7 separate regions of the Mus musculus genome follow, and regions 1, 2, 3, 4, 5 and 6 are each linked to region 7. A link is a contact called in public ChIA-PET, Hi-C and HiChIP or PLAC-seq data. All regions are on one chromosome and are shown on one strand. The core of a region is the stretch at or near the end of the contact, and the rest is flanking DNA. Distances in the headings are between cores, read along the strand shown.

What was found. Hi-C and Micro-C count contacts between places; a contact is called where the count stands out from the background. ChIA-PET counts read pairs in DNA pulled down with a chosen protein or histone mark. HiChIP or PLAC-seq counts read pairs in DNA pulled down with a chosen protein or histone mark.
Region 1: a contact with region 7 is called in a Hi-C map of bone marrow-derived macrophages, with 2.7 times the contacts expected there. The contact joins the enhancer-like site here to the promoter of Ncoa4 in region 7. A contact is called at or near these places in 4 of 39 promoter capture datasets (the C10 cell line and the HPC-7 cell line), 2 of 484 Hi-C or Micro-C datasets (bone marrow-derived macrophages and cortical neurons) and 6 of 115 datasets of contacts at active chromatin or transcription factors (the 230-238 cell line, the NIH/3T3 cell line, bone marrow-derived dendritic cells and 3 more).
Region 2: a contact with region 7 is called in an H3K4me3 HiChIP or PLAC-seq map of bone marrow-derived macrophages, with 2.3 times the contacts expected there. The contact joins the enhancer-like site here to the promoter of Ncoa4 in region 7. A contact is called at or near these places in 6 of 115 datasets of contacts at active chromatin or transcription factors (bone marrow-derived macrophages, embryonic forebrain, embryonic stem cells and 1 more).
Region 3: a contact with region 7 is called in a FOXA1 HiChIP or PLAC-seq map of pancreatic cancer cells. The contact joins the enhancer-like site here to the promoter of Ncoa4 in region 7. A contact is called at or near these places in 9 of 39 promoter capture datasets (the 3T3-L1 cell line, the C10 cell line, the SN4741 cell line and 5 more), 2 of 484 Hi-C or Micro-C datasets (both in embryonic stem cells), 17 of 115 datasets of contacts at active chromatin or transcription factors (astrocytes, bone marrow-derived dendritic cells, bone marrow-derived macrophages and 11 more) and 1 of 9 other capture datasets (embryonic stem cells).
Region 4: a contact with region 7 is called in a Hi-C map of cortical neurons, with 3 times the contacts expected there. The contact joins the enhancer-like site here to the promoter of Ncoa4 in region 7. A contact is called at or near these places in 7 of 39 promoter capture datasets (the C10 cell line, the SN4741 cell line, cranial neural crest and 3 more), 3 of 484 Hi-C or Micro-C datasets (B cells, cortical neurons and pre-pro-B cells), 11 of 115 datasets of contacts at active chromatin or transcription factors (the 230-238 cell line, the HPC-7 cell line, the NIH/3T3 cell line and 8 more) and 3 of 9 other capture datasets (adipose tissue, bone marrow-derived macrophages and macrophages).
Region 5: a contact with region 7 is called in an RNA polymerase II ChIA-PET map of memory CD8 T cells, with 6 read pairs. The contact joins the promoter of Ercc6 here to the promoter of Ncoa4 in region 7. A contact is called at or near these places in 5 of 39 promoter capture datasets (the C10 cell line, the HPC-7 cell line and neural stem cells), 2 of 484 Hi-C or Micro-C datasets (CD4 T cells and the G1E-ER4 cell line) and 6 of 115 datasets of contacts at active chromatin or transcription factors (bone marrow-derived dendritic cells, bone marrow-derived macrophages, embryonic basal ganglia and 3 more).
Region 6: a contact with region 7 is called in an H3K4me3 HiChIP or PLAC-seq map of bone marrow-derived macrophages, with 3 times the contacts expected there. The contact joins the enhancer-like site here to the promoter of Ncoa4 in region 7. A contact is called at or near these places in 4 of 39 promoter capture datasets (the C10 cell line, cranial neural crest, epiblast stem cells and 1 more), 1 of 484 Hi-C or Micro-C datasets (granulocyte-monocyte progenitors), 2 of 115 datasets of contacts at active chromatin or transcription factors (bone marrow-derived macrophages and embryonic forebrain) and 2 of 9 other capture datasets (adipose tissue and macrophages).

Annotation. Positions count from the first base shown.
Region 1 is chr14:32,491,173-32,494,035 of GRCm38.p6, forward strand. No RefSeq gene overlaps it. Among named protein-coding and RNA genes, the nearest start is that of Ercc6, 21 kb to the right of the region's middle. Within about 2 kb of position 1,544, at least 40 of the 459 cell types and tissues checked have an H3K27ac peak or open chromatin away from gene starts, as enhancers often do. A contact at or near this core is called in bone marrow-derived macrophages, cortical neurons and pancreatic cancer cells, where this site is marked.
Region 2 is chr14:31,684,157-31,687,254 of GRCm38.p6, forward strand. No RefSeq gene overlaps it. Among named protein-coding and RNA genes, the nearest start is that of Btd, 45 kb to the left of the region's middle. Within about 2 kb of position 1,570, at least 112 of the 459 cell types and tissues checked have an H3K27ac peak or open chromatin away from gene starts, as enhancers often do. A contact at or near this core is called in bone marrow-derived macrophages, where this site is marked.
Region 3 is chr14:31,668,173-31,670,872 of GRCm38.p6, forward strand. It overlaps Btd (biotinidase), which reads left to right. Exons shown (of 4, transcript NM_025295.4): 4 at 1-25. Among named protein-coding and RNA genes, the nearest start is that of Btd, 28 kb to the left of the region's middle. Within about 2 kb of position 1,344, at least 277 of the 459 cell types and tissues checked have an H3K27ac peak or open chromatin away from gene starts, as enhancers often do. A contact at or near this core is called in the SN4741 cell line, astrocytes, bone marrow-derived dendritic cells and 9 more, where this site is marked.
Region 4 is chr14:31,793,202-31,796,154 of GRCm38.p6, forward strand. The region is part of intron 1 of Ankrd28 (ankyrin repeat domain 28); the gene reads right to left. Among named protein-coding and RNA genes, the nearest start is that of Ankrd28, 36 kb to the right of the region's middle. Within about 2 kb of position 1,385, at least 38 of the 459 cell types and tissues checked have an H3K27ac peak or open chromatin away from gene starts, as enhancers often do. A contact at or near this core is called in cortical neurons, where this site is marked.
Region 5 is chr14:32,512,047-32,515,073 of GRCm38.p6, forward strand. Ercc6 (excision repair cross-complementing rodent repair deficiency, complementation group 6) reads left to right here and starts at 1,475. Exons shown (of 21, transcript NM_001081221.2): 1 at 1,475-1,553.
Region 6 is chr14:31,767,460-31,770,159 of GRCm38.p6, forward strand. All of the region lies in intron 2 of Ankrd28 (ankyrin repeat domain 28), which reads right to left. Among named protein-coding and RNA genes, the nearest start is that of Ankrd28, 62 kb to the right of the region's middle. Within about 2 kb of position 1,287, at least 68 of the 459 cell types and tissues checked have an H3K27ac peak or open chromatin away from gene starts, as enhancers often do. A contact at or near this core is called in adipose tissue and bone marrow-derived macrophages, where this site is marked.
Region 7 is chr14:32,158,330-32,161,342 of GRCm38.p6, forward strand. Ncoa4 (nuclear receptor coactivator 4) reads left to right here and starts at 1,558. Exons shown (of 10, transcript NM_001033988.2): 1 at 1,558-1,681.

The DNA.
Region 1 (2,863 bases), core at 294-2,793, 330 kb after region 7:
GATTTCTGAGTTCAAGGCCAGCCTAGGACTAAGCAAGTTCCAAATCCAGGTGTGGTGGCACACACCTTTATTCTGGGCCAGACGTTCTGCTGGAAGCCTACACAAGGACAATGGAAGAAGGAAGACTCACCGCTCTTCACCTGCTTGCACTTACTGGCCAGCACATCTGTTGGAACCTGCTTCTTCAGGATTCCAGCTTATACAGAAGACCAGCTGAAACACCTAGCCTCGTGAAACAGAGCAACTACCAGATTCTTAGACTTCCCATTTACACCTGCCCATTGTTGGGTTAGTTGAACTGCAGACTGTAAGTCATTACAATAAATTCCCTTAATAGATAGAGACATTGCATAAGTTCTGTGACTCTAGAGAATCCTGACTAATACATGGCCACATTGCCAACCCCCCTGCTCTTTGTACACTGAGGAAGAGTTCCAGAAGCCCCTCCTGTGCACAGTGACCTGAGAAAGCAAGCACAATGGGGCATTCTTGTCAAGGACTGTCAGGGTAAACCAGGGGACCACATACCAACACACTGGATGCTGCTCTTGGGTCGTGTGGAGGAAGCTGGGCTGCCAGTTGGACCATGGACAGGGGCATAGTGGGTTAGGGGTCAGGTCTATAGCAATAGGATCTGTGAAAGGGACCTGGGAGCCTGACCGCTAACCCTGGAGGACTGGTTAGGGCTCTTGGGGCTATACTGTTTACTGTGCCAACAGAGAGAACATTGATTGCAGCATGCCCAGTGCTTAAAGAACTTTCAAAACTGAGAAGTGACTGGGGATATGTAGTTCAGAAAGCTGTGATCTCACTTGCTCTGGACTCCTGGGGTTCCTAGAGTTAGAGATTTCCTTCCTCCCTCCCTCCGTCCCTCCGTCCCTCCCTCCTTCCCTCCCTCCCTTCTGTTTCTTCTTTCTTTTCTCTTTCTTTCTTTCTTTCCTTCTTTCTTTCTTTCTTTCTTTCTTTCTTTCTTTCTTTCTTTCTCTTTCTTTCTTCCTTCCTTCCTTCCCTTCCTTCCTTCCTTCCTTCCTTTCCTTCCTTCCTTTCCTTCCTTCCTTTCCTACCTACCTTCCTTCCTTCCTCTTTCTTTCTTTCTTTCTTTCTTTCTTTCTTTCTTTCTTTCTTTCTTTCTTTTCCTTCCTTCCTTCCTTCCTTCCTTCCTTCCTTCCTTCCTTCCTTCCTTCCTTCCTTTCTTTCTTTCTTTCTTTCTTTCTTTCTTTCTTTCTTTCTTTCTTTCTTAGACTGGGAGTCTTCTGTGTATTTCCAAAACTATGTCAAGTTTGTAGTCTTCCTGTCTCAGTCTCGTGAGTGCAGAGATTACATGTGTGTAACACCATTATTTAGACTCTGCACTTGCTCATAGAAACACAGTCCCTCAGAGCTTCTTGAAATCCAGGAGGGCTGCTGAGGAGACATGGACCCCCTCCCCCCGAGGCTTGCTTTAGTATCCACCCCTACTCTTCCCGCTGCAGTGAAGAGCACCCAGGAGGCTGTCATTTTCTGTCTCGTCTTCGCTGAGACAAGTGTGCTCAGGGACCACACCCACCCACGCATGTGGGCGGCTCCGGTTTTGTGGCTTCTGGGAGTACACAGCCGCCAGGCTGCAGCCTTATATTTTCCTGGCTTTGTGATGTCAAAGATGACTCATTAGGTGGACGCTTGCTTTACTGATTAATCTTACTTAAGCACGTTGTAGTTTTCCCTGAAGCCTCGCTGGGAGCACCGGTTTTGCTACAATAGGAACGAAATCGCAGGCAGGTCCCTGGAGCGTTGCATCCTGCCGACTCCATTTCTTTGGTCCTCCACATTAATTTACTTCAAATGACACCAAGGGGCCAATGTATTGCACACATACCTTTGCTTGATGAAATTTTTTTTTGCTTTCGTTTCTAACCATTTGTATAAAAAGCTCCAGTTTCAGCTTGTTTAGACCTTTAGGCAGGGAATTGAACTCTTCCAAACCACTTCCAAATTGCTCCCACTCTGAAAACTTGCTGAGGCTGGCTTTCTCTCTGCTGGACCGAAAGCAGAAATTCTTTTATCAGTCAGAAAACACCACACAGCACACAGGCTGTGATTCCCAGTTCTCATGCCCTCCCTCATAAGGCTTTAAATCAGTGGCTCTCAACCTTCCTAACGCTGCGACCCTTTAATACAGTTCCTCATATCGTGCTGGCCCCCAACCATAAAGTTGTTTTGTTGCTACTTCATAATTATAGTGCAAATATCTGATATGCAAGACATCTGTTACATGCCTCCCTGTAAAAGGGTTGTTTGACCCCCAAAAGGGTCGTGACTCATATGCTGAGAAACCCCACTTTAAATATTTTAGTAAAACTGCGCTCCCTGGGCTGATGAGTTGTTTGAGAAGATTTCGTATCCTTTTCTCCAATATTGGTGATGCAGTTGGGGTTTCCCCTGGCTTCTGTACCCCAACTCCGGGTTCCAACCTGTGTCCTCGCCACAATGACTCATGGGCTAGAACAGCCAGTTACAAAAGGAAATGTTGTATTTCTCCAGTGAGATATGTCCAAGGGTGACTTTTGAGGAAAAAATGATCATGTCTAGACGGTAACTATTCTGGAGAGGAAGTCAGGCCGAGAGAGCAGTGGAGACCAGTCGGGAAGCTCAAAGGACACAGGAAACCTTGGACAAACCAGGGAAGCCATGAGGTGGATGAATAAGGGAGAGGCCCTTCTTAGAGGGCAGAGTCAGAGAATGTGCCACCTGGGCTGGATTCTGGAGGTCACACTCAGAGTGTGTCAGCTCTCCAGAGAATGGGGAACTAAGGACCTTTCCTTGCCATCCCTGGGGATTCTGGTTCTAGTGGCCTGAGGGGGGATGGGAATTTTTTTTTTGATGG
Region 2 (3,098 bases), core at 320-2,819, 470 kb before region 7:
AGTGATGCTACGCTGCCCCACACAGAGAAACAATAGTGTTTGGGAATGAAAGTGCCTGGTGTCAAAAGAATATTGCCAGGCCATTAAGCACAGCTTCTCAGTGTACCGCCTAGTGTTTTCTTGCCCATGCTTTGGCAACCCCCACCCCCATTTCCTAGATATCTGGATCATATCTTTGGGAGTCACAACTACTCCAGATCAGCTGCACCTGCCTTAGAAGGCAGTACTGCAGGCAAGACAGGGCTCAGAGCCCTGCAGCCCTGCCCTCAGCTGCTGCAGCTCTCAGTAACTCAGCAAGATGCAATGCTGGTGATTGGTGCAATGCAGGATTTGAGACTGGTCTATATGTGGGGCCTGTGATTGGTAGAACTGGAAACTGTACTGAGGTTGGTGCAAATACAGTCTACACCAGCGGGGGGGGGGGGGGGTAAGGCTCAAAAACCTTAATTTGTACACACACTCTCATCTTGAGTCAGCCTTGAGGAGCCTTCTCTGCCCTGTAGTGCTCCATTAGGCCAGGCTTTCACCCTCGGCTTCTGAGAACATGCTGAGGATACTAAAGCAGAGACATTCTGGGAAGAAGGGCACTCTGGGCCCAAGGGCTTCTGTGTACTTTGTCAGATATTTGTCGCACAGAAGGAATTGATCACTGATGTCTTTGAGGGTAGACTTGAAGCCACCTCAGGCTCCACCCTCCCTAACTTCCTTCCACAAAGGCATTTCCTTTAGTCAGACTCTTGCACAGTGAATGTGCGTTTTTGCAGACGCAGACCAAGGCAGTAGGTTTTAGATGACTTTTGAATGATTTTCATTCCCTGAAAAAACATAACGTCTTCTTTAGGAGAAGAGTGTCATAGCAGCAAAGTGTTTGGCAAGTCGCCTTTCAGGAGTGCTCCCTAACACCAGACCATGTCCCATCTCCTCTGCATGTGTCCCTCCTACCGATCTTCCATGATCCCTTCTCAAAAAAAAAAAAAAAAAAAAAAACAAGAAGCCCCCAAGCAACAGCAGCCAGAGAGATAAAAGAATAGGAAAAAATGTTAAATGTTCTCATTTTACAAACAAAACCCTCAAAACACTTGAAGTTCAGAGAAGTTAAATGACTAGTTTTAAAGTCACAAAGCCATCAACTCACTGAGTTCAGATTCTAGGCTGTCTATTATCTCATTTAATCCTTCCCATAAAATGCCAGGGCAGAGAAGAGAGCTAACCTTTACCCTGTGCGTGTTACACACCAGCCCCCTTCCACGCACTCTCACTTAATTCCCACCACGTCTGTAGCAGAGATGGCAGCACTGCTCGGAAACCCTGTACATCGCACACCACTATTGTTTCACAGCCAGGAAACAAAGGCAAGGAAAAGTGAAGAGATGGCCCTGTCAGGAGGCAACACTGTCACAGCCATTGGGAAAGGCTCTCTGCTTCAGCTCCCCTTCACAGAGGTCTGCTCGAAGCCCTGCCACTCACGGTGGGGTTCTGCGGGAATTCTACCTTCCTCTTGCCTGAACCCTACACCATGCTTTTCATGACTTGAGACACATATAAAACACAGTCAGGGTTAGCTGGACTCTAGCACTGAGACTCTGCAGCAATCGCTCTGATGGGCAGGATGGCTAAGGGATGGGCAGGCGCTGGTATGTCCAGGGTGGATACGCGGGGCGTGCGAATGACCCGTGTCCCCTGTGTCCCCTAGAGGGGCAGAGAGGGCGAGGAGCTGCTTTACCACACTAACCAGAACGGTGCACAGCTTCGGGACTTGAGAACTGCTTACTTCCTGATTTTGACATTTTCATTTTCTGGTCTACAGTGAAACCACAAAGGGGAGAACACCCTTTATCTGGCTTGGTAAGGTCTGTTGCCTATTTTCCACAAAGGGTTATTATAGATCTATTTTTAAATTAATATTCTATTTTCCAAATTCAGAGCCTTAACCTCTCTTTTCCAAGGCTTTAAAAAGAGTTTAACATTTTTTTGTTTTATTATTTGGGAATCTCACATGCACCCGTTATGCTTGCTTCCCCCATGTGAGCCCCCCTCACTGGTGACCCTCCACCTCCTAAAAAGAAAAAGAATGAAAGAAAGAAAACCCACAAGTCCATTTTGTGTTGTCCACACAATCATGGAGCATGGACAATTCCTAGTGGTCAGTCTCCCAAGGGAAGATGAGTCTTTCCCACCTGCATCCCCACCATAGGCCATCAACTGTGGAGAGCAGTGAGACAGCTGGGGAAGAGCAGGACGGTTCCCTCAAACTTGTGCCATGGTTGGCACCTCTGTGAGGCTGCTGCAATGTCAGGGCCAGCTCATACTTCCACAGGTGCAGGCCAGCTCTCTGGCATGCCCACACCATGCTGGTGAGGGGTGGGGCCAGCTCTCCCTGATCCACAGACATAAACATGGCAGCCCAGACCATGGACATCAGACCTCAGGAGTAATGTAGGCCACAGACATCAACACAGCCCCTGGTCTTATCAGGACCAGTGACCTACTCATGGCCCTCAGTGGGTGCACAGACCATGGACTTCATGTCCTCAGACGGCTACACATGCCAATCACAACTAGCAGGCCCTCAGAGGGCATCACCAAGGCAACCAGTCACCAGGACAGACTACAAACATCCACATAGATCTCAGGCTTCCTGGATGCCTGGGGCAGTAGAATGGACCAGACACCAACATGGCCCCTGGTGGCATCATGGACAAAGGTGGTCTTTCAAGGAGATCCAATCCAGTCGTCTCAGGCTTCATTGTTGCCTAGAGCCAAGGTGATCCTGTGGCCCCTCAGCTGGGGCTGAGTCTGTATCTGCATAAGTTCCAGGTTGTTGCACCACTCTGCCAACCTTACATTCCATTTTTCTATTTTTCCCCATCTCTGCATCATGTCTATGTTCATCTTAATGGTGCCCACTGCCCTCCTCCGCCCACAGTGAGGGCAGGGTGGCTCGTTCTATGGATTTTAAAGTCATCTGTACATTTTGGATAACACTCCTTTATTGGCTATGCCTTTTGTTAGTATTTTATCCTAGCCTATGTCCTGCCTTTCATTCTCTTCCAGTCAACTTGTGCAAAGAATTTAAACATTTTATTGAAGCTTAGCTT
Region 3 (2,700 bases), core at 94-2,593, 490 kb before region 7:
GTTGCTATTTTACAAATCCGCAGAATACTGGCTGGGTTTTTTTCTTTGTTTTGTATCTTTCACTGTTGATCTAGTGACACCGCAATGATATCCCCCAAGCCCGATCACTTTCTGTGCTAAGAAACACACTCTCCAAGCAATGCTGTACAAAAGGCTGCTCGGTGACTGTCCCTATTCTGGCCAACAGGAACTTCCAGATGAGGTGGCAATGCCCGAGCCACCAGCGGTGTCAGAAATGCAGTCCTAGGAACAGCTCTTCAAAATAGAAGAAAGGCCCGACTTGCATCTGCCTTGCTGTCAGTGGATGGGTGTGTGGGTGGGCCTCGGAATAACTGGGGAGCGCCGAGCTAGGGACGGAGGGAGGGGCTGGGAAGCATTGAGCAAGGCGAACCTAGGAAAACATGAGTAAAAGAATTATTCTGTCTGAGATGTCTCATCCAGGGATTCCAGAGACTTCCATACATCGGTTTAGCTTTGCTCAACTGTGTGGATACAGTGACGCTGGTTTACTTAAATTTGTGTTAAAGAGGTCTCCACTGTGTCGCCGGCACACACTTTTGCTTAGCCCAACAGCAGCAGATCTTTTCCAAGACCCCACGAAAGCGCAGGGCAAGGGCTGCCCACAGTACCAGTTCCAAACTAGAAACTGACAGACATGGTCAGGACAGTGAAGGCATTTATAGGCCACTGGTTTCTAATTTGCATCCAATGAAGGTGTTAGACCTGTGCAGAGTAATAGTTTCCATTATAATTTTTTTATAAAGTGCAGAATGGATAGTCTTCTGATATTTGCCTCTTAATGTTGCTGCTATTTAATGCCTTTTAAAATCTGTGTGTGTGTGCCATGGAGTGTATTTGTGAGAAGGAGGTAGAGGCAGGCAGATTTCTGTTCCAGCGCAGCCAGGGATACATAGTGAGTTCCGGTCCCAAAACAGCAACAACAAAATCACCAAACTGTATGAGAGGAAACTGACCTCGTCCCGTTCTCTGGCAGGAACGTCCCTATTCTGGTCCTTGGCAGGGCAACTGAGCATGTACCCTGGATTCCAAAGGACAGCTCTTACAAGCGTGGCCTCAACGGTGGGTTTAAACCTTCGGGTGGGGCAAGCACAGGCGTCATGCCAAAAGCAAAAGGCACTGGTGGCGCCAGCCCGGGTTGACTCATCGCTTGCAAAGGCTCGGGATGAGTCAAGTCTTGAGGAAATGAACAGCTCAATCCCTCAGGAAATTCTGGGATTCCTTCGCCCTGGGAATCCCCCCCCGGGATGGTGCAGGACCTCTCCCACCAGATGACAGTGCCTGCCTGCCCTCCCAGTGCAGACTTCTCCAGCAGGCGGGAGCTGGCAGGCTGGATGCAGCTCCAGATGTGGCTGTCCACAGTCCACACTGCTTCCCTGCCCCCAAACCTCGAGAGACAGACAGTCTTTTTAAAATGCATCTTGCTACTTCATCCCAAGACAACCCAAACCCACAGGAGAAGCAGGCACAGGAAGGCTTGTCCTGAGTGCAGAGCCGCTCCATCCAGGCCTCCCAGTATGTGACAGTACTGGGCACCTGTCAGATCTTCATTTGTCCCTGCTGACTAGCCCCAGACCACTAATGACAATTAAGAATGAATTGCTCCTGCAGACATAAGGGCAACAGCAAATAATGGGGGTCGGACAAAGGGACTCTTACAGTGAAAGGAAGTTGCCAGATGGCAGAACAAAGGATAGGAAAATGAACGAAACCAGCCATTGTAGGAGGAAATATGCCAATGACTAATGACTGCGCTATGCTTTCGTTAACTATGGCTCTCAAGTTCAGGAAGCAAAAGGCGTTCTGACCACAGCATGGAGGCAGGAAGCCAAGGGTATTTTTGGTGGAAACAGACTTGGGGGAAGTGGCTTAGTCTGTGTGGGCTCTTCTGTAGGCACAGTTGTGCCTGGCTGTGGTTTTTCTCACAAAGGAAGTTAGGGCATAATGAGATATATTCAGTGAGCTTAACATCTGTATGCCAAAGAAGGAAAAAAACCAAAAGCAAACAAACAAACAAAAGACCAACAACAGCCTTCTGGAAGACTGGCCCGGTTCCACAGGCGCAGACATGCCCGCTGCGATCACCGAAGAAGATCCACGTGGTGACCCCTTCATGGGTGAGACAGCGTGGACGGTGATGGTTAACTATGGATGTTGTAACAAGTCTCCAAGTCAATAATAGCTTTCAAATAAACGCCAAATGGATTTTAACTCAGCTGCCAGAGTATTAGTAAGGACCAGGACTTTGCTGGAGGCACCAGAGAGATACCCCTTAGCTGAAACCCACTGGCCAGGCAGGCACAAGACCTAAGACTAGTCAGCCAGAGGGCCGGCTGTCATGAGAGGTAACCTGGTGTAAAAATTCCATGTAGAGGGATGGCAGAGAGCCACCCCTCTAGTTCCTGCTGAGGGTTAGAACTGCCTAAATGACCTCAAGACAAACATGGATTTTCAACATCCAACATTCAGGGTCTATATATGACAAAATAAAGTCACAGCAGTTAAAAATGTACAAGATAGCTGGGTTTATACCATCCAGGCACACACCTGAGATCCCAGCCTTCAGGAGGCTGAGGCAGAAGACATTGAGAATCTGGCCTTCCTGGGTCAAGTGAGCTCTTGCCGCAAAAACATACACCATAAACATACACCAAAAACCATCAACCAATGAAAAGTGTTTTT
Region 4 (2,953 bases), core at 135-2,634, 370 kb before region 7:
AATATGGGGCTTTCATATTTCATGGTCGCAACAAATTACCTTAAATCTTAAAAACACACACAAGCAAATCTTGTATATATTTTCTGATAATACATCCAGCCACTTTGCCAATTTGTTTATACATGGTTTGTTTTCAAAGGCTGTCAGTGATTTGTAAAATGTTGTTCATATATTAATATGTAAAGCATTAATTTCAAATATATAAATTTAAAGAATTTACCATACTATTACTTAAAACTTAAATACTGCTAGCTATTTTCTCTGTATGTTTCTAAAAACTTCCAATTATATATTTTGTTAATATGTTTCTTCCCCTCAAAACAAAATGGGGGTTTAAGCTTTAAGCTGAGTGTTAGGGACAGACGCATGCTTCTGAAAAGAAGGACGCACCCACCCATGGCTCCACGTAGCCCTCTCTAACACTTAGAATGATTACATCAAATTCTACACAAAAGTACACAATGTTGTAAGCAGCCCACTTCCTAATAGTAAACATTTGAGTTTCCTTTTTTTTCTTTTTTCTAAGAATGTTATACATGCTTATATAACAGTTTCTGGAGTAAAAATAAACTCTCCATAATTAATTTAGTAAAATTAGTTCTAAAAACTTATGAAATCGTAATTCTCATGTATACTCTCATTAAAGAATACATGTCAGAATTAAACCTGTGTGAAACAGTATGCATCAACCATATTTTCACACTACACTAGAAAATTGTTCTTTTTTTTTTTTTTTTAACCATCTTTGCTTTTTTGTTTGTTTGGGGTTTTCTGTTTGGTTGCTTTTAAATTTTTTATTAGATATTTTCTTTATTTACATTTCAAATGTGATCCCCTTTCCTGGTTTCTCCTCCAAAAACCCCCTATCCTACCCCCTCCCTCTGCTCACCAACCCACCCACTCCTGGCTTTCCCCTACACTGGGGCATCGAGCCTTCACAGGACCAAGGGTCTCTCCTCTCATAGATGTTCCACAAGGCCATCCTCTGATACATATGAGGCTGGGGCCATGGGTCCCTCCATGTGTGCTCTTTGGTTGGTGGTTTAGTCCCTGGGAGCCCTGGGGGTACTGGTTGGTTCACATTGCTGTTCCTCCTATGGGGCTGCAAGGGGTTCGTTCCTTCAGCTCCTTCAGTTCTTTCTCTAACTCTTCCACTGGGGACCCTGTGCTAGTCCAATGTTTAATCACCTTTATTAACACTAGTTGCTAATGTCCTAAGAGGCCTCTGCAAAATACCGGGAACACAGAAATGATGTTCTGTGCCAAGAATAGCTCTGGTCCAAGAAAGTAAGCTATGGCTTGTAAAGTAGCCAAATCAAGCTAGTTCAAAGTATCAGGGTGGCTGATTATGTTGGCACACATCTATAAATCCTCCCAGTCAAGGGGCAGTGAGTTCAAGGTCAGCCCAAGCCAGGTGCAAGTATACCGTGATATATATAGTAAATTGCACTGTCTAGACATGTAACAAACTTGGTAATGTCACCAATCAGCCACTTGGTGGCAGCAAATACAAAAGAAAAAATCTTCAGTATTTATTTGATTATTTTTACCAATACAAAAATATTTTTCCAATCTTATATTTTAAACAGAAGTTTCTAATGAATAAGGAGCTTCATAGTTCATCTTTTTAAAAAAACACAAAACAAACAAACAAACAAACAGTCTGATTACGTTGTTCAAACTGGCCTCAAACTCACACACCTCCTGCCTTGGGAGGATCACAGGCACACACAACACTACTCAGGACAATTTTAGAGGTTTGGGTTGTTGGTTATATTGATAAACAAGACTAGACCAGCCTTGAACTCTTCTCTTCCTTCTCCCTCAGTCCCCTTTATTAAGATTACTGGCATGTGCCAGCTAACATACTCAACTTTGATAGTAATTATTTTAACATTTCCAGTCAAGCTCAATCTGTTTAAAAATAGCCTTCTATTACAGCACTGACAGACACAATGCAGTCACTTCAAAAAATATGCGACTCTTTTGATGCTTATTAAATAACATATCAAAATAAAAATACGTAAATCATTCTTTCTTTAACCAAATTAGGTGCTCAAATAATCTATCCCCACAAATATTTATTCAACTTATTGCTTGTTCATAATTAATTATATGCTAAAATTACATCAATGAACAAGGGTTTTTTGTTTTGTTTTATGAATCTTACACAAAGTCTCTCATGCATTTCTTTTACCTAGGTTTTGCTATACAGACCAGTATAGTGAAGAACAGACAGTAAAAGACTGTAGAACCAAAAACCAGAAACAAAAAATAAAGACTGTAGCTTTCTTCCACCTGTAATTTAATTTACAATGAAAAAATATTACACAAAAAGTGAAGTCAGGATTACCACAGCCCTCCTGTTTTGCTTGCTTTGTTTGTCCCTCTCTTTTGTTGAAATATTTATTTTGAAAGGGAAAGCACCTGCTACTCTTTATTAACTATTCTGCTTCTTAATTTCACAAAGTGACCTAAGTATTTAAGTTACCAACACCTAAAGAGAGTTATTTCGGGGCTGTAGAGATGACTCAGCAGTTAAGAGCATTAGCTGCTCCTCCAGAGGACCTGGTTTGAGTCCCAGGACCCACATGGTGAATCTCAATTTTCTGGGGGTACTGGTTGGTTCATATTCTAATTTTCTGTAACTTCAATTCCAAGAATCCTGACACCATCTTCTGGCCTCTTTTAGGTACTAGGCATGCATGCATCATGTGATGTACATATATACATGCAGACAAGACACCCACACAGAGATAAAATAATAATGATGCATATAGAGCAACTTCTTGCACAAAGTTTTCATGTAGCAAAGCATGCTTCATTTCTCAGTAATCTGTTCTCAAAATTACTGCCAAAATGCTTATAGTAGAAGTCACTGGTTATAGTGAATTCAACCTGAGATAGTGTGGCTATACTGATAGATAAACCATGGAGTTAAACACACAAGAAG
Region 5 (3,027 bases), core at 225-2,724, 350 kb after region 7:
AATCTGATTTACTAGGAGAAGGATAATAGGAGGGGTGGTGTGTGCAGAGAATTCTTAGCAATCTCTTGAGATGTAATATTTATTTGGCTAATGCTATGACAGTCGTGGCTCTCTGAGAAGCACGAATATATGTGTGTTTCACTTGCTTCGCAGAGCCCCTCCTTTCCTTAACCTTTGAGCTTAAGCCCTGATTAAAATGTCTTTAATGAAATCTTTTGACTCTGCTTCATAAACTGGCGGGTTGCTGGGGATGGCAGTGAGGAGCCTCTCACTACTGCCCCCCAAAGTTTTGTGCCTTTACACTGGACTTCGTGCCAAGGACCCTGACAATTCCACCTTCTCTATTCTTGGCATTTCTGGGCTAATTAGTTCCCAGTTTAATTCAGCTACCTCTTGGGAAACTGGGCTTTTTCTTTGTAAATTCTCACCTAAGCGAGACCACCTCCAGGATTCTTGGTTGGGTAAAGAATGTTACTACTTGGCTTAGATAGTTAATATTAGTTAACAAGTATTAAGTGACTTAATGTAGTTAAGCCATCTGTTGTAGACCTGCATGTTGTACATGCACTCAGGTGCTCTGCCCAGGTCTTGGGGTGGTGTTGGTGAGCGGTCATAAAGGTACGTTTTCCTCTTCGGTTTTAAGATGTGCCAGATGACTAAGGCGGTGAGGTGAGGATGTCAAAGCAAAGGATTTGAGCACCTTTAGCTAGTCACTCATTGGCAGACTCCCTTTTCTTTCTCTAAAAATGATTTCTGAGTTCGAGGCTAGCCTGGTCTACAAAGTGAGTTCCAGGACAGCCAGGGCTATACAGAGAAACCCTGTCTCGAAAAACCAAATTTAAAAAAAAAAAAAAAAGAAAAGAAAGAAAGTTTGGTTTCAGACCCAGGGACAAGGGACTGAGATGCGTATTTTACATATCAAAGCCTCCAGGTTTTCCCAGCATCCTTCAGTCCGTACCTGGCATACCATGTCTCAGTCCCTACCTGGCATACCCTGCCCCATAACCCTGAACTTCCCAGCCCAGGGCCTGGGCTGCCCTTCCCTCAGAGGTTCCTCCCAAAAAAATCCAGGCATTTTGCTCTCTCCTTCTCTCTCTACGCATACACGACCCCCACCCCCACAATGGCGACTTCAACCCTTGGGGCCAGTGAACTCGACAGACAACCGCCTTCCAATAAACCTGCCTTTAGTATAATCTGGTTTAAATTGGCTTATTTCACCGGTGGTGACGGAGAAATAACTTATTAATATCTTTTAATTCATAAAACTAGATAACATTTGTCAAGAATGATACAAGCCGCTCAAATGGCTACAGACTGACCACACAGTCCAACCTAGCCCAGGACAAAGGCCACGCGCGGCTCCCTTTGGTCAACGCACGTGGCAAACCCTTGCTTACAAACGGCTCAGCAAGGCGCAGGCGCCGTTGGTCCTGCCCGCCCCCAGAGGCGGTGCTTAGCACAGGCCTAGGGCGCATGCGCTAAGGTTTGTCTCAACGCTCCGTCGCGGCGGTAGCGACGAAGAATTCGTTTGGGCAGCCGCGTGGTTCTGGGTGAGTGTTCGGCAGCCGGACAGAAGGCCGGGTGAGAGTACTTGCGCCTCGGGCTCTCCATGAGGCTGTGGCCCCGCGCCGTGGGCGTCTAGCCTTCTGCGGCGGAGCCCGTCCGAGCGAGCCGCGGCTTCGCCCGTGGGCCGGATATCTTCCGGCAGGCGCACCTGAAACCGGAAGTGACGTGTGGCGCCGGCTCTCACCTGAGCGGAGGGCACGGGGCAGTGGGGGCGCGGACCAGCCCCTTGCATTTGCTTCTGGGTTTGTGAATGGGGCCCGGCGTGCAGGGCCTACAGGGCTCTGGTGGGTCTGGATGACGATGATGGTGTCCTTGAGAGGGAGAGTCAGGGTGGTGCATACCCGGCGCCTTCCGTAAGATGCAAAGTTGAGTGGGAGGGACAGAGCTGTAAGTGCTGTAACCCGGTACCCTTCGCGGTGTCATCTTCACCGCTGTCCTTCTCTTCCGAGCCCTCTCGTCTTTTTCCTCCTGACTTCATCCTATTAGCACTGCACTGCTATTTCTCTGTTATCCAAAACTGGTCTTTTACGAGCATTAATTGGGTCCTGCTGTTGTCACGCATCCTTAAACTTTTTGAGAGCCATTTCAGTGAAATATAATTTAAGAGCATACCCCCCCACCCCCCGCCCCCGGACCCGTGTAACTTGTCCCTTCTCGCTTCAACACCGTACTTATGTACAGATAACTCTCCAGACCCTAATCCAGCTTGGTTGTGGCCGTAGAAAACCCAAGTCACAAGTCTGGTTTCCTAGCTTTGTAACTTTTAGATGTTTCTGGAACGACTGAAAGATTTACACAGCGAGCAATACTATAATCAGCTCTTGAATTTTGGTTACAAAGTTCTCACTGAGTTCCAGCCTTTATTCATTATCTCATTTCGAGATGCTAACTCTGCTTTTGACCTTGATCAAATCTCATTAATCTTTTAGAGTGACACTTTGTCAGAGAGGCCACCTCACACCTTACCTTCACAGTTTTACTTAGGTCTCTCTTAATTGCCGAGTTATGTAACTTCTTTTTATGGCCATCACCACAGTTGCCCTTGTATATATCTATACTAAAGCCATTTTTTCTTTAAATGCCTGGCCTCCCAGGGGACTAGGGGGAACTGCCTCATGCCTCATTTGATTGAGTCAGTAATTTTGTCAGTGTGTGATTTAGTTCACCTCTGAAACTTTAGTGCTTTGATCAAATCCTTCTTTACATTATACTCCCCCCAACCCCCATGTGCATTCTCTCGCCCACACATGCAAGCTCTCTTCTGGCTATAGCTAGAAGCTAAACAGCTTTTTGCCCTCCTTCCCCTCCCACCATGAACTCCAGGCTGTTAACTTCAGCTGCTCTTCTTGGCCCCTTTCAGTTCTTACTCCTTTGTTCTACCACTTCTCTGACCATCCCAAGGAATGACTTTTCTCCAAGGCCTACTGGTTACAAGAGGAGGGAACTGGGCAGCACTGG
Region 6 (2,700 bases), core at 37-2,536, 390 kb before region 7:
GACCAATAGTAGAATAGTGAAATCAAATGCCAGACCTTTGAAAATGCCTTCCCTTTAAAAGGCATCTGTCAAGCTGGGTGAGTGCATGCACATCAGCAGCATGGGGGAGGGGGAGGGGGAGGCCGAGGCTGAGGCTAAGGCTGAGGCCGAGGATCAACTCCACTCTGGGCTACATAGTGGAGTTCTGGATCAGCCTAAACTAAACTAAGCAAGATCTTGCCTTAAAAAACAAAATGAAATGAAAACAAAACAAAAACTACGTTATAGCTGGAGTATCTTCCTACTTCCTATAGGCTGAAAGGCAGATTTGAAACTGAGCTAACTTTGAACATGTAGATGTAGGCCACTATCAGAGCAGATTGTGACTATGATTGTGAATGATCTCAAGAACTAAGCCACCATCTTGGAACACCCACTTTTATAGACTATTCAGGATATTACTCCAGTCTTCCTGATTTTTTTCGGGGGAGGGATGCTGTACATGTGGATACATGGCTGTGTATGTGTGCATGTGGAGGTCAGATGTCAACCTCAGGACCATTCATCAAGAACTGTCTGCTTTGTTCTGACAGGATCAGTTCCTGGGACCCAGGGCTTGCTGACCATTAGGGTAGGCTAGTTGTCTAGTCATCCCCAGGTAACTTTCTGCCTTCCTAGTGCTGGTATTCACGCACTACCACATCCAGCTCTTAGGTGGGGGTCAGACATCGAACTTTGTTCCTCATGATTGTCTAACAAGCACTTTACCCACTGAGCTATCTCCTCAGCTCAAGATTGTAAAATTTTCTAGTTTGGGACTCTCTAACTCACTCTAAGGACAGCTGAGAGTGTGGATTAGAGTGGGGAGGCTTAGCAATACTATGTAAAAATACTGTACAGGAAATTAGTTTAGTGCTATTAATGTTAAATAAGTTAGTGAGCTAAGAGTTTTTCCTCTCTATGACCAGAGTTAGAATCTACTGCATCACGCCTTTTATTCTAATTTTCACCCCAGGAAATAGAATATAGAGAGAAATCATACACCAAACAGTGCTAAAAAGCTTACAGAGATTGTCTGGCAAGCACTGAAATATAAAAATTTACTGAAAGCTGAAGACTAATTTAGAAGTGTGTTTTAAAAAGAACTCGTTGCCTAGGCTTTTTGGTGCTACCCATTAAACAAACAAATGTTGCTAATGTTAAAATGTGATTAGACCTAGTCAAATAGACAAACATCTCTAATGTAACGCATAAGCATTACAGCAAGCACGATGACACAGAAAGTGAGTCATCTGTGTCTGAGAGATGCCTGGAATTCTGTGACTCAATGCTCACAATACTATGAAGCTATTTTATGACTCATACAAACATAGCATTCTTCTATGCAAATCAAAATAAAAGGGAATTAATTAATAATGAAAGAAAAAATACAGATCTTATTTCACTCTACTAGAGTTCAACACTGAAAATTAGGCATTAAAATAGCTAAAAGTCCCTTTAGTAAAATATGGCTTTAAAACTTATGTTTTAAAAAAATGAATTCTAACTTGTTTATTCAATCATTGCAGGAAGCAAATGCTGAAAACAATTAGATGTCCCCTAAATGGTTACTTAAATAATAGAACACAAGAAGCTCTTCATCAACCTTTATTTAACTCACATGATTAACTAATATTCTTGGCTCCTGGGTAGCATGAATAACTAGTTTTTACACAAGGTACTTTGACTCACAGTCTTCCACTACTAAATCCACACACTCTTGATCATACAATGGGGTCTATGTTTGCCAAGGGTAAAATGTGTTAGTAATTTGTGTATTTGTAGCTTATTTAAATAGCATTTAAATAACTAAATCAGGAATGAAGAACCAAGTGTTTCGATGATGAACAGGCTAAATATTATTTTTAAAATTCAATAAAGGCAAGTGCTACAAAATGGGAAAAGGGTGAGAAACTGCAACACTAAAGCTGCCTGCTTTTATAAAGAGCCAGAGTTTTACTCTAAGCTAGTTTTGTCCTAGAGAATCTCCCTATGAATACAGGCTAGCCTAGAGCTCTTATGTAATCCATGTAGGCTTAAAACTCAAGATTATCCTACCTCTGCTTTCATGGTGAGGAGACTATAGACACGTGCCACCAGGCCTGGCTTAACATGGTCAGTTAAGGGCTTACTTTCTCCTATCACTTAAAGAAACGCAAAATGGAAGGTATGGATAATAAATTGTGGGTATAGTTCAAGAAAAATATTCCTATTACTAAGTTATGCATTATTAATGAAAAACCTTGAGCTTAATTTTTAAAAAAAGGCCTAGTGAATATATTGGTACATTGAAATGCTTAATAAACATCAGACTTTTAACATATCTGAAATTTCCAGTTGGACATCTACACAATGAAATACTGTACTTATAATTTAAATTAAGAAGCAGGGACCATAATAAAATAAAACCACTTGTCAACAAACCTGATGACCTGAGTTCAATCCCTGGAACCCAGAAGGTAGAAGAAGAGAACTGACTCTAACAAGTTGTTCCCTGTCTTACACATATGAGCTATGACATGCGCACTGTGCACGTGCGCACACACAATACCCGGAGGGAGGGAGGGAGGGAGGGAGGGAGGGAGGGAGGGAGGGAGTTCTTACCATGTACTTGTTTTAAAAAATAAAAATAAAGAGGCCAGCAGAGTGACTGACTAGAGCTGTCTGCCGTTCACTGTTGTC
Region 7 (3,013 bases), core at 308-2,807:
CTCAAATAAATAAAAAAACAAACAAGTAAACAAGTAAACAAGTTTGCCAACCATATTTGTATTAACTTAATGCATGTTATACAACCAAACAAATCAACCCAACAATACCAGGTACCAGTTACAGCATCTTTCCTGAGCTCCAACAGGTGTCATGCATGTGTGCTTTCCTATGGGGCCCACATCCATTTCCACCACTTCTACAAATAAGGCTCTTCTGCCTGCATCTTGTTTCTGGTTTAGGCTAGAGAAGTGGTTCAGTGGTTAAGAGCCCCGAAGCTCTTCCAGAGGTTCTGAGTTCCCAGCAACCACATGGTGGCTCAGAACCATCTGTTTCTGCTTTACAATGGAAAAAAGCATGTGTGTTCATGATGAAACCAGACTTCTTCTTTGTCCCTGGTACTCTCATTTATCCTTCCTTCCAGTTACTTAGGTACCCCCTCTTTATCGAGTCCCCACATCACACTGTGTTTGCATAAGGTTAGAACAGGTTAGAGATACTGGAGAAGGGGCTCTCTAGACCTCACGCAGTCTGACAGGAAACTCAGAAGCCGGACTTCTGTGGGTGGTGGGGCCTAGCTCTAGGGTCAGTTAGGTGTGGCATACAGACCAGCTAAAATACACTGACTTGAAACTGTAACATTAATTCTGACATTTATTTACTCAATATTTAAAAAAAAATGTAGCATGTTTTTCCTAAGTTATAAAGCCCATCAGCCTTGTCTTAGTCACTGTTTTATTGCTGTGAAGAGACACCATGACCATGGCAACTCTTACAAAAGGAAGCATTTGCCTGGGCCATCTTTACCATTTCAGAGGCTTTGTCCATTATCAGCATGGCATAAAGCAGGGTGGCCTGCAGGCAGAAGTAGCTCAGAGTACTACATCCAGATCCACATGCAGCAGAAAGAAAGAGTGAGCCACTAAGCCTGGCTTGGACTTCTGAAGCCTCAAAGCCAACCCCCAGTGACATACTTCCTCCCCCAAAGCCACACCCACCCCAACAAGGACACTCACTCTAAGTAGAGCCATCTTCTCATCAGTAAGCATTCAAACACGTGAGCCCGAGAGGGCCATTCTTACTCAAACCACCACAAACCCCAGAGGAAAAAAAGAGTTTATTTTCTTTATTTGCATGACTCTTTTTTGCCTGCATATATACATCTGTACCGTGTGCACGCCTGGTGCCCTTGGAGGTCAGAAGGCACTGGAACCAGGAGGTATGGGTGGTTGTGAGCCATCCTGTAGGTGGCTGGGAACCAAAACTGGGTCCTCTGCAAGAACAGGAAGTGCTTTTTTTTTTTTTTTTCAAGACAGGGTTTCTCTGTGTAGCCCTGGCTGTCCTGGAACTCACTCTGTAGACCAGGCTGTCCTCGAACTCAGAAATCCGCCTGCCTCTGCCTCTGCCTCCGGAGTGCTGGGATTAGAGACTTACTGATAGGCACGAAAATGATCCAGACTAAGGGCAGGGAGTGTTACTGCATGCCTCCACGTTGAGCTCTAAGAAGACTTTGCGCAGGCGCGGAAGGAAATCTCGCGAGACTGTCAGAACACTACCGAGAAGCGTGGTAGGGAGGCCATCCTATCGCGAGAACTCTGTCTTCAGGGTCCGGATCCTTCCACGGCTAAGTGTCTGGGTCGGTCTAAGGTCCGCTCGGATCACCGGAAGGAGCGCTGCCAGCCGGTAAGGACGAGAGTGGCCGGCGGGCGCGCTTCCTCTTCTGCCCTGTGCCCTTCTTCGCTCCGGCCTGTGGCCTGTCCTGCCCTCCCCTCCATTCTTCCCGACCCTCGGGTCCGGGACCACCATCCCACCTGCCTGCACGCGGGGCCCAATGGCCCTTCCCTTCCCCAGGTCACGTCTGCTGTGATCGCCTCTCCAGTCCCCGCGTCGCGCCAGGCCAGAGCTCCTCTCCCTCCCCTCGTCCCGACGCTACCACTTTTCCTTCATGCCCAAGCGCTGGATCTGTCTTCTCTCCTCTGTCCTGTCGACATGTTTCGTTCCTGGGCCACGATTGCAGCCTGAATGCTTCTCTTCCATCCCTTTCCCTACATTGCCCTGACTGTCCTCTGGGTTTATAGCGGTGACAGCCCTGTTTCTCTGGTCCCAGGCGGGCCTGGTTTCCATTACTGACCCAGTGCACATTTGCCCCTATTCCTAGTGGTTTGGCAAGGTGGAATGACTTCTGGAGGCCCACTATCCGTTTCCTTCTCCCAGCAGTCCCTTTAAATCGTTTGATTCGTCCCTTCAGCTGATGAGAAGAGAGAGCTTGCAGAATCATTAATTCATAGCTCGGGCGTTCATTTGCTATATGCTTAGGGTACTGAGGATATAGTAATGTAAAGAAGTGGACGTGCTCCCGGCCCTGATGTGACTTAGCCCTTGCGGTGGGAACAGTATGGGTTTAAGTGCTACAGGCTGGAACTTGGGAGGATGGCTCAAGAATGACAAGTCAGAGGGGCTGGAGTTATCTGACCCTCCTGCACACAGCTCTCCTGCTAGTGTTGTTTAGTAGGTAAGGGCCTGCCACCCTGGCGTCCTTTTGGAAGGACTTGACTTTCCACCCACTTGGTAATTTGGAGTATGGTCATAGACCTTTTGAGTTACTTCCCTGGGTGTGTATGGGACAGGTAAGGCTGTTGGTTCTCCGTTAGCATCCCACTGTGATGTTTCTGAACTTTTAAAGTACATTAGAACATTGGAAAGAATTTCATCCTGTGTGACAAACAGGAGACTAATTTGTACTGCTCAGCAGGTCGCTTGATTTGCTCTGTGGATTTTTTTGTTTGTTTAAGAAGAGTGTCAGATCCCCTTACAAGCCATTGTGAGTCACCTGATGTGGGCCCTAAGAACTGAACTCTGGCCCTTTGATAACCACTGGGCCATCTCTCCAGCCTGGTTTGTTTAGTTTGCTTGAGACTGGCTGCAGGGATCCTGTTGGCTCTGCTGGGTTTACAGACGTACGTGCCACCACACCCAGGTGATTTGCTCTTTGCAAGATTTACTCGCCCGAAGAAT